2 separate regions of the Sus scrofa genome follow, and region 2 is linked to region 1. The links are chromatin contacts, called in public HiChIP or PLAC-seq maps. All regions are on one chromosome and are shown on one strand. The core of a region is the stretch at or near the end of the contact, and the rest is flanking DNA. Distances in the headings are between cores, read along the strand shown.

Evidence for each region. HiChIP or PLAC-seq counts read pairs in DNA pulled down with a chosen protein or histone mark.
Region 2: a contact with region 1 is called in an H3K27ac HiChIP or PLAC-seq map of alveolar macrophages. The contact joins the promoter of ODC1 here to the enhancer-like site in region 1. A contact is called at or near these places in 1 of 5 promoter capture datasets (liver), 7 of 47 Hi-C or Micro-C datasets (embryonic fibroblasts, heart right ventricle, omental adipose tissue and 2 more) and 2 of 2 datasets of contacts at active chromatin or transcription factors (alveolar macrophages and skeletal muscle).

What each region holds. Positions count from the first base shown.
Region 1 is chr3:125,893,374-125,898,974 of Sscrofa11.1, reverse strand. All of the region lies in intron 12 of NOL10 (nucleolar protein 10), which reads right to left. Among named protein-coding and RNA genes, the nearest start is that of NOL10, 35 kb to the right of the region's middle. Within about 2 kb of position 3,399, at least 11 of the 83 cell types and tissues checked have an H3K27ac peak or open chromatin away from gene starts, as enhancers often do. A contact at or near this core is called in alveolar macrophages, embryonic fibroblasts, liver and 1 more, where this site is marked.
Region 2 is chr3:126,086,379-126,091,979 of Sscrofa11.1, reverse strand. It overlaps ODC1 (ornithine decarboxylase 1), which reads right to left and starts at 2,197. Exons shown (of 10, transcript NM_001122983.1): 1 at 2,084-2,197; 2 at 1,643-1,816; 3 at 1,282-1,454; 4 at 891-1,025; 5 at 689-770; 6 at 425-508. The coding sequence starts at 2,185.

The sequences.
Region 1 (5,601 bases), core at 2,150-4,649:
AGAGTGCTCAGACTATCTCAGTCTTGTTCTCAGTTCTCAGCCACAAATGCAACCCACTCCTCCCTCCACCCCAGGCCCTTTATGGGCCCCCAGTCCTCGCAGCCCCTGTTCCAGAATGAGGCACTTGCAAAAAAACTGAAATCAGCAACCATGCAGGGAGTCCTTTACAATTTACAGAACTTTTATCTTAACACGCAACCTTTTGTGTTAGTGAACATGCAACAACTCTCAAAACAAATACCATCCTTATTTGTCAGATCATTAAAAAATAAAGCTCAAAGTACTGTCTCATCACAAGCTAGAGAATTTTGGAGCCAAAATTCACACTTAAGAGCCCTCGTTTATACTTTGGCAGATCAAATTACAGTCATTAAATAAATCTATTTATAAAATATAATAGAAGAATCCACAGAGGAAAGACATCTGAAATATCAGACTACATGGTCATAATTAAAGATACCAAATGTTAAGAACAATGATTTGATTCCATGATTTTAAATGCACTTTTCGTTGCTCTTCTGTTAATGCAAGAGCTTGTCAAAGGGATGATATTTAACGCTGTTAAGTGCAATAAAATGCTGAGATGGATGAGGTCCACTAACAGCCAGAAAGCAGGGACTCGGCGCTCCCTGAGCAGAAGCCCGGCGTGCGCAGAGACTGGGGGGGGGGGGGGGGCAAGCCCAGAACTGGGACCAAGCTCCACGAAGTACACACATGCACCACGAAGACACGCAAAGGAACAGACCGGGGCGGAGGAAAGCAAGAACATGCATCTAAATTAAAGCAAATCAAGAAGCAGAGACGTCCTCGATGCTGGTGGCCTCTATAAAGTCTTTCATCTGAACATTTTTCTCGCCCTGGAAACAAATGCTCACTGAGGTCGTATCAGGAGAAACCACCTCGACGGACTGCTGCTTCCCAAGCCTCTCGAACAGCACTGCAAAGCCTCTCCTAAACCGCTGGACATGACCGGAGGAGAAGGTCTGGGGACTTGGGAGACGTGTTACAACCAAAGAGAAGGTTCCTGCCAGAGACATCCCCTAAGCCTGGCTTCACTGGCGCAACCCTGGACGTTCGGCACGGAATGTTCTACGGGGAGACACCCACACCTACCAAACCACCGAAGAGGCGCTCATCTGATACGCGAAGAATTCCGACTGACTGCAGCCGATGGTCTCCTACGATGCAGCAGGACCTCACGTGGCCACATACAGACCATGACACAAGCTGACCCACCACCAAACTAAAGCGGTAAAGGTCAGGACGGACACCAGCTATAAAGGAGAAAAATAACTTCACAAAGCCCAAAGAATATTCGACGTTTCTAACAAGAAAGAAGCAGGAAAACCACGCCAGGGAAAGAGTTGGTTCGGCAGAAACTAAGACGATCACAGGCAAGAGGGAAGCCAGCGGGCTACATCCACAGGTAAGAAAGTAGCCTCAAACTCAGGTAATTTACTCAAGGTCCCCAAAAAGCTAGCAGGAGGAGTAGCTGATATTCTACTGACGTTAAAACCCATGGCACGTGGGCCCTAAAACTCCAATAACAGCTAAGAGAGAATGGAGAGGCTCCCCACACGAGCAAATAAACCATGAAAAAGCAGACACAGCAACAGGAAAACATTTTCAATAGAATGTCGAATTGAAAGGCAAGACAATTACATACGTAGTGTGAGGACAATTTGAAAACATGAATGCCTGATTAATGTGACAAGAATTTCTCTAATGAAAATGATACTCATGAAGAGATTGTAAATTTTCCCTTTAAATTTCTCTTATATTGATGTTTATTAGGGTTTCAACAGAAGCAATATGAATTTTGAGAGGGAAGGCAGGCGTTCTTGTTGTGGCTCAGTGGAAAGGAACCCAACTGGTATCCATTAGGACGCGGGTTTGATCCTGGCCTCGCTCATAGGGTTAAGGATCCAGCGTCGCCATGAGCTATGGTGTAGGCTGGCAGCTGTAGCTCCAATCTGACCCCTAGCCTGGGAACTACCATATGCCTCGGGTGTGGCCCTAAATAAATAGCAGTTCCCATCATGGCTCAGTGGTGAGTGAACCCGACTAGGAACCATGAGGTTTGGGGTTCGGTCCCTCGCCTCGCTCAGTGGGTTGAGGATCCAGCGTTGCCGTGAGCTGTGGTGTAGGTTGCAGACGAGGCTCGGATCCCGTGTGGCTGTGACTGCCGGAGGCCGGCGGCTACAGCTCTGATTAGACCCCTGGCCTGGGACCTCCATATGCCGCAGGAGTGGCCCGAGAAAAGGCAAATACATAAATAATAAATAAATAATAATAAAAAAATAAATGAAAGCGAAGGCAAAGGTCATCAGCCTCTGGAGTCAGGAGAACACGGCTGCGGGGGGAAGTAGCGGCGCAGAGGCCACGGCGCGCTGTGCGGGCCGCAGCGCTGTTCCCAGAGACAGAAGCGCGCACAGCTCTCCTCTGCCTGTGCTTCGAGGGCTCGAGGACTCACTGACGGTCACAGCTCAGAATCCAACAGCCCCTTAGGCTGCGACTAGTGCCCATGGGCTCTGGGGCCAGTGTGTGGACGGCGACTGAGCTGGGAGGTGCGGCAGCCGAGGGGAAGGACCTCCAAACCTACAGCCGGCTGACGCTGCAGCGAGATGCAACGTGCGACCCTTTCTCTACTTATGCCTTTTTATGGGATTTTACTCACATATTCGCCAGCAATGGGTTGGAAATTTGAAAGCCAAGCCCTGGTCCTGCACCAGACCCTTCTAAGCAGCACTGCAGCAGCTCTGTGCAGACAGGCCGGGAAGCTGCCTGCGCCCGAGGGCGAAGGCCGGGCGCTCCCACCGCAGTCACCGCTCCGTGCAGAGCGTGTGATCCACCGACCCGGGCACCCAGGGTCAGGCGGCCGACAGAACAGCTTTTCTCTCTGTACCCAGAGGCTGCCGACAGAGAAGAAAAGGCCTTTCACGGCGAACAGGACAGGCCGTCTGCAGCAGCCCTGGAAGGCAGGTGAGACAAGAGGCAGGCTCATGTATATAATTACGAGGCCTGAATTAGGTCTCTCGGCGCGGAAATCGCCTTTCCTCCCCACCAGGGCTTCGGGGACTCGCCATCCCGACTCCCCAGGGCGGGGCGGGGGCCTCTCGGGCCCCGACCTGCCGAGCGGCTGCCCCAGCAGCTGCCGCGGGGGGAGCAGCCAGAGCAGGTGCGCGGAGCCGGGAGGCGGGTCCGTTTCTCCGCGTCCTGAGCAGCCTTCGTACTAGAAACACATGACGAAACAGCACCCGTGATTTGGCGTTCATCACTCCCACATGAGTAAGTGAAAAGGTAAAGAAGGCAGGCCCCGGCTTTCCCCAACTGTGACTGAGCGCGCCGTGAGTAAGCACAACCCTCAAGAGCAGCGTTACAGGGAAAGGAGCGGAAAGCCGGGGCCGCCAGCCAGGCCTGGGAGCCAAGCGCGCCCGCCACAAACCCCAACGGAGCAGCGGAGGCCCCGCCTTCCCGGGCTTGCCAGCTCGTGCAATCGCCTCTTTGGCTGGGTTTCCTGTCTGATTAACCTCTTGCAAGTTATCTGACGGTAAAGTCTTTCCTCTGTCCAAACCTTCACTCTTAAAATTGCTCCCTCCAGAAGAGGGTACTTTGCAATGGGGAGATCGGGTGGCCACACAAAGGGAACCGCCCAGTCCACCTCTGGCTCTGGGATGGCGGGTGGGATGGGATGCCATCCACACGGAGGACCCAGCGCCCCGTGCAGCACCCTTGTCCGAAAGATCTAACCTACGGTGCATGAAGCCATTACAGTTAACTTCCATTTTGGAAAAAAAACCATCAGGGCCGGAGGAAGAAGCTGAAGCACATCTGGATGGCCTAGCGGTTTCGGAGGCAGCGTCGTCACTGCCGTGGCTCGAGTTCGACCCGTGGCCCGGATGCAGCCCCCCAAAAAAGGACATCATAAAAAACAACCACAGGAATCCAGGACACAGGACCTCCTAAAAGACTACAGACCTGGTCATCATTGCAAAACTCAGTGTCATGGAAGAGGCAGAAAAAAGGATGGGAGACCACTCTGGTTTGAAAGAAACAAAAGGCCCAACAACTAAATGCAATTCACAACCTCAATTATATCCTAGTTCCAAAAAATGACCTGAAAAAGGCATGTGGAGGACAATCAAGGAGACGGTAAATGGACTGACGAAGGGGTTATCAGGGAGTGACCGTTCCCTTCGCAGGTGGGACAACGGCATCTTTGATGCTAGGAGAACACCTCTAGCATCCAGGCAGAGATCAAGGCTGCACCTGGTGCCCACAGCCTAGATGCCTTGCTCCTGCCCAGCATCCCAAACTGTCAAAGCTTTCTGCGTCCAGGCCAGCGCTGCCCAACAGAAATCTCGTGCGAGCCACATTTGTGACTTGCATTTTTCTGGGAGACACCTGTAAAAAAATCTTTGGAGTTCCTGGTGGTTCAGCAGGTTAAGGATCTGGCACCGTCAATACTGTGGCTCGGGCCACTGCTGGGGCACAGGGTTTAATCCCCGGCCCAGATGTGCCCCCAAAATCTTTTTAAACAGGTGAAGTTAATTTTTATATATTGACCAAAACGTGTTTACTTCAGCATGCAATCAATATAAAAAATTTAGGATTTACTTCACATTCTTTTTTTTTTTTTAATAAAATGTCTTTGAAGCCTGGTGTATATCTTACATGTAGAGCATGGCTCAATTCAGCTCAGTCACTCCGCAAGTGCTCGGTGGCCACACGTGGCTCCTGGCTCCCCAGCTGGTCGGCCCAGGTCGAGAACTTCTCTCTCTCTCTCATCCCTGTCTGTCCTCGTCAAACCCCCACTCCCTCAGTCCAGCTAAACTCTTGTTCCAACTTCAGTTTCACCTGGTTTTACTCCTGTTGGTGCTTACAGCCCAGACCCCGTTTCAGATCATTCAATATCCTCGCACTCGGACCCCGGCATCGAAGGCAGTAACTCCTGCACGCATCACAATGCGACTCACCTTCACAACTATGAAACCCTGTCCCAACTCTGGCCGATGAAAGGCCAACTACAAGGATGCAGAAGGCCACCTCTCCCTTGGGAGTGGACCATGTCGCCAAGACAGAGCCTGGGCTCCAGAGTCAGGAACGGCCGCCTCTCATCGAGACGCCGCAACACACCAGCTAAGTGACCAGCCCTGGGCAAAAAACAGCAGCTTTCTCTTCTCCAAAGATTTAAGAGGAGGGAAGGGGGGTGTGGGTGACAAGCGCCACCAACTACAAAGGGTTCTTAGAAAGATGACATGATACTGCCGCGTCCATCACTGAGACGGGCAGTGCAGCACCGCCCAGCGCCGAGTCCGCTCCTGCCTCCGCTTCTGTGCCACTTCGTACCTGCTAAGCGATGCCCTCGGCACCCCTTCCCTCTCGGCTTCTCTACTTCAGCCGCCGCTGGTTCTTTCACTGTCCCTGTCCACTCCCGGGAGCCGCCGGGCTGGCTCTTCCTTCTCGTTTCCCTCTAAAGGTCCTGCTCATGTCGGGTCTCCCCATTGTCCCCAACGGTCTCGTCTCCTTCATTCCCTGCTTCTCTGGGAAGTGACCTCTGTGGACCAAACCGTGTGTGCAGACCTGCTTTTCTACTGTCGC
Region 2 (5,601 bases), core at 948-3,447, 190 kb before region 1:
AAAACACCACACCACGACGTTATTTTCACGTTTGTAGAATCCCTTTGGGTATTAGTGAAATAAACACTTTGAATTTTGGAGTTCCCATCATGGCTCAGCAGAAAGGAATCGACTGGGAACCACGAGGTTGTGGGTTCAATCCCTGGCCGCGCTCAGTGAGTTAAGGATCTGGCATTGCTGTGAGCTGTGATGTAGGTTGCAGACACAGCTCGTATCTGGTGTTGCTGTGGCGTAGACCGGCAGCTGTAGCTCCGATTAGACCCCTAGCCTGGGAACCTCCATGTGGCGCAAGTGCAGCCCTAAAAAGCAAAAAAAAAAAAACCAAAAAAAACCAAAAAAAACGAAAAAAACAAAACCACTTTGCATTTTGAGACATTCAAAAAGGAACTAAGGGGCTAGCGATTATGGTTTTGTTATGAATTACCTCTTCGAACTTAAGCTTTACATCCTCAGATCCAGGAAATCCACCACCGATATCAAGCAGATACATGCTGAAACCGACCTCAGCCTAGAGGCAGGAAAATCATGTCCGTCAGTCACCAGCTTCGCAACAAGTCATGAGCAATGTGCGCGGCAGGGAGGGTTAACAGACTCTAACAGGAGAACTGGGACCAGAGGCTAATTCCCGGACTGGGACCAGTTACTGCCACCCCGGCCCCTCCTCCCAAGTGGGGTTACGGAGACTCACGCCCATGTCGAAGACACAGCGGGCATCAGAGATGGCCTGTGCGAAGGTCTCGGGATCAGTACAGCCACTTCCCACGTGGAAGCTGGGCCAAAAGACAGGAGAATATGCTATTTCTGGAAATAACTATTCCCAGTGGGAGCAAGCCTGTCACACCCACATGGTCTACCGTTAACTTCTCGCCCTGCCATCACCAAGAGCTCACCTGACACCAATGACATCAATATCAAGATCCCTCGCCCGCTCCAAAAGCAGCCTGCTGGTTTTGAGTGTGGCACCAAATTTGACACTGAGGCGACAGACTGCTTTGGAATCATCAGTGGCGATGCGCAAAACCAACCTAGAACCAAGCAAAGTGCGTCAGATGCCCGCGATGAAGGTCACCTGCGGCCAGGGGATCAGACTCCGTGGCTCTGGTGCCCTGCGGTCTGGGTCTGATCTGATCTCACCCACCAAGAGGGCCTAAGCTTTTTTCTACTTTGTCTCTGACCCAGGCAACATTCCAAAGTATGGAAATCTAAGGACTGGAAATTGAGTTGGCTGCCGCTGCACCGACCCCCAGTCAGCCCCCGCCTCCGGTGGAGGTGTGAACTCACTTGGCCTTGGGATGCGCCCTGGCGACTTTCATCAGCTCCACTTCACTGTCAAAGGTCATCATCTGGACTCCATTATTGGCGGCATACTTAATCTGAGACACTTGTTTACAAGGATTTGCATAGATAATCCTCTCTGGAGGCACCCCGAGACTCTGCACCAGTTGTATTTCAGTCTGAAAGAGAAGGTGTTAGGCTACATACATGTAGCCGACACGCGGAAGACCCGGAAAACAGGGCAAGGCGCCGCCATCCCTACTCGCCATCAACACGTCTACTGCCCCAGCAAGACACCGGGATCTGCCCTGCTGCCCACACCAGGGCCATTACATGCAACCCTTTGAGTTCTGCTGCTTTCACCCACCTTGCTGGCACAGTCAAATCCTGTCCCGATGGCAGCGAGGGTCTGCACTATGGTTCTGCTATCGTTGCATTTGACCGCATAAAAGGGGGTGACCCGAGGAAGCGCTTTGAGCCATCTCAGGTGCTTCTTTAGAATGTCTCCCAGGTCCGCCACGTAGAAGGCATCCTTATCATCCTGCGGTAAGGGCCAGAGTTACAGGAAACCGTCAGCAGTCAGTCTACCAACACGTCCCATATGCAGCCTTCCCGCCTCCTGCCCATCATTCTCAATAATTTAGTCCATCCCTACTGCCACGGGGTGATTCACAGCCAATCACATTCCAAGCGCCCCAAGAGGACATGTACATTCCCACGAGACCCCCCCCCCGAAGTCTCCCACTCACCACCCCCCCCCAAACACTCTCAAAGCTGCGCCACCAGCAAGGACTTGCTGTGTACTCACAGTGGCAGACACTTCATTAATTTTTTGGTCCAGGATGTCCTTGGCAGTAAAGCCTTCATCCAGGAAATGGCAGTCCAACTCCTCGTTACTAAAGCTGTTCATGGCTTCTTGATATCTTTCTGAAACACAACAAACTGCACAGGGCAGACAAACTTACTTGGAAGTCCTAGCACGACTTAGTAATTCTTAGCAAGATAAACCATGAACACTTACACGGAAAACAAAAGATGGAATTTAAATTATGCCAGCTCTTCACAAAGGTAATTCTCCAGGAATCCCTGTCCCGCTGAAGACTCGGGTGCCCTTGGTGCAGCAGTGGGAATGTCCTGCTGAGCAGAATCTGAACACAGCAAATTGGAATATAGTCAGGTACGTGTACACACACACACACACACTCAAGCACCCTCCAGAGAGAGCTCACTTGCTGAGGTTGGGAATCCCACCATTCCTATTGGTGTCCTCCCATGATTTCATAAACCTCTACGGAATGAGACACCACAGGATCAGCACTAGACTTCTGGACACTCAAGTTCCATATATAGTAGTCTCCCTCAAAAAAGGTATTTCAAATATTCCTGCTAAAAATGCAGAATGCACGTTTCAGAAACGTTTCTGTACTGAAGTTCACTGGTAGGGAAACTTCTATGATGCTTAGTTTACCTCACTTCAGTGTTATTCTTCTTTTAGAAGCTTAAAATAGCATTACAGGGATTCTCGAAAGTTGCTGTATAAACATCTTGCACATTCCCAAGTCCTACATAGGCATCATCACTGTCATTTGCTGACGGCTCTTGCGGTCTCCTGAGAATTGTGCTCATTGTCATGCCAGGCATGTATTTTTTTAAATTGCAATCTTCAAATCAACATTACTGTAATATAGTTACCACATCTGACCAGAAATCAGTATTCTTAAACCAGCGCTGCCTACCCCATCAGCCATTCTGGCAATCTCAACTGCCCTTCCAGGTGCTCTAACATTTGCTTGGCTATTAATGATTACCACCTGGGAATGATTTTTGACAAACTTTACAGAAAAATAAAAGCAAGGTAATGAATTAGGAATAAGCAAAAATAAAGCGCGTTTAACAGTCAGGGCTGCTGTCCTCGGCCTTCATGAAATTTCACAGCAGTTATCTTAAAATTATTGATGGTACCCCATTTCTGCCAGGGAGGACTCCTTTGACACTGTGCAACCCGCTTCAGTGCCTGCAGCCTATGGGCAGAGGCCAGGCAATGGTTCGGGGCCACAGTTTGCTCTGGCATGGGACACTATGAGAGGCCCAGGGGTACGGGCCTGCCATAAATCCAAACCCATGCTTGGCAGAACGTGTATTCTTAATCTAATGTGACTTTCGGGCACTGTCAAACCGCCTATGCTGCCGGTAAACTCCTGTGTCTCTCAGAACAGCACGTAAGTAGGCTCCAAGGTGGCAGACTGGGTTATTTAGGGTTAACTATTTTTAAGGCAATATTGAGGCTTAAACTTAGAAGCTTTTGTTTCTTTCAAATACAGCACTATTACACATTGGGCTTTCCTGTATCTTTCAAAGCTTTATTTCAGTTACTTTCAATACAGAGGAACTTCACCCAAGAACACCCTTTGGTGTTCCTATCTGTTACTTAACAGTGACTCAGTGAACACAAGACAGCGCTTTTCTACTATGAAATTCTTTACTGCCAATGGGCTAAAAGGAAGCCGAGCACTAATTCGATCAGCCACTGAAGTTATCCAAATTATGGCCAATTTTAGGTCTGAATAAAGTCAACACCTCCGTCTTCCCCAGACGTTTCTAAGAGGTTCTGCGCCCCACACTTGCCCCCATCATTTCAGATTTTCCATAAGCCTTTTTTGAAAACCCTGGGACCGGCTCCTATGTCTGAGCCTGCTCGCCTGAACTGCGATCTCCACAATCGAGGACTTTCTTAAATCACCAAGTCATTCAAAGATTCCTTAAGCAATTCTACGCCATGGCAGGATCAGTATTATCAGTTAGATTATCTCAGCTCCAGCGACTCGAGTGGGTTTTTACATTGCGACATTTGCTCAGGATACGGAGCAAAACCAAAAGTTAAAAAAAGAAAAAAAGAGAATTCAGGGCAACCTGGCAGAACGGGACGTCTCTTCCTTATAAAAGTGAGCACGAGCGATGAGTGAAACGGACCTGCGCCGGCTCGCCTCCTACCTCTCCTGCACCTGTTACCGGATTACCACGTGGGTTTAAAAAAAAAAAAAATAGCGGTTGAAGGAACGACCGAGCTTTCTCAACAGCTTCCGGCTCAGAAATCCTGACTTACGTGGTTGGGAGGCGAACCCGGGGCCGCCGGTTCCAGCCCCCGGCAGCCCTAAGCCGGGACGGCGGCCGCCGAGCGCGCAGGGGGCCGGGGGTCGGCGCCCCGCTTCACCCGGGACGCCAGGGCCGGGGGCGCAGCGGCCCACTAAGGTCGGGGCCCGGCGGCCGGCTGGCGACCACGTTGTCCCCGCAGCTCCAGGCGCAGGGTCTGCCCGGCCTCCGGCCCGGCCCGGGCGCCGGGACACGTGGCCGTCCCTCCCCACCCCCTCCCCGCCGCCGCCGGGTGCGCCCCTCTCACCTTAGAGCGCACGGGCGCCGCGGGCCGACCCCATGGAGACGCGACGCCGCCGCCGAGCGCGCAGGACCGCCGGCCGCCCCGCCGCTGTCCCCGCCGCCCCCGTCAGCCGCCCGCCCGGCCGCCCGCCGCCTCGCTCCCTCCCGCGGAGGACCGCCGGCCCGAGGTGGCGCCGGAGCGCTGGCAGAGGGGCAGCGGCGGCGGAGGCTGAGGGGACTGACAAAGCCCGACGCGCCGCCGCTCCGCTACTTATAGCGCCGCGCGTGTCGTCATGGAGACGCACCAGCTCAAACCAGCCGCGATCGGTTCCGTCCGGGCGTCCTCCCAGGGAGGGGGCGGGGCGCAGGGGCGGGGGGCGCCGGCCGGCCGACGTCAGCGCCGCCGAGCGCCGCCCGCCCCGCCCACCCCTCGGGGCCCTGCGGCAGGCCGGCGCACGCGCACACGCTCCGGGCCGGGCTCCACCGGCGCGCCCTCCGGCGCGGGCGCCCCGCCCTCCGCCCGCGGCCGGGAGGTGCCGCCTCCGAACTGCAGGCTCGGCTCCTGACCGCCGCGGAGTTTCAGGCTCTGCGCCGCGCAGCTCTCTTCTTCCGCCGGGCATTAAACGCCTCTTGCCCTTGGGCGGGGAAAGGAGATCGCGGGCGCGAGCGGGCCACGTGGACCCCACCTGGCGGACTCTGGCCCCTTCTGCCCGGCGTCTCCATTCCTACGGGAGGGACCTGCAGGTGGTTCCGGCGCAATTCCACCCGACAAAGAAACGACAAAGAAACAGGCAGAACCGCAGAGGGCAGAAAGGTCACTGGGCACGTTAGTGGCACCGCTGCGGGCAGCTCCCCAGTCCTGGCGCCTGTGAATGGAGTCCATCCAGGTGTCCATCTAGGTAGCAAACAGCGATGAACAGGCGAAGGCACATGTTCGGCTTATTAAGCCGAAGA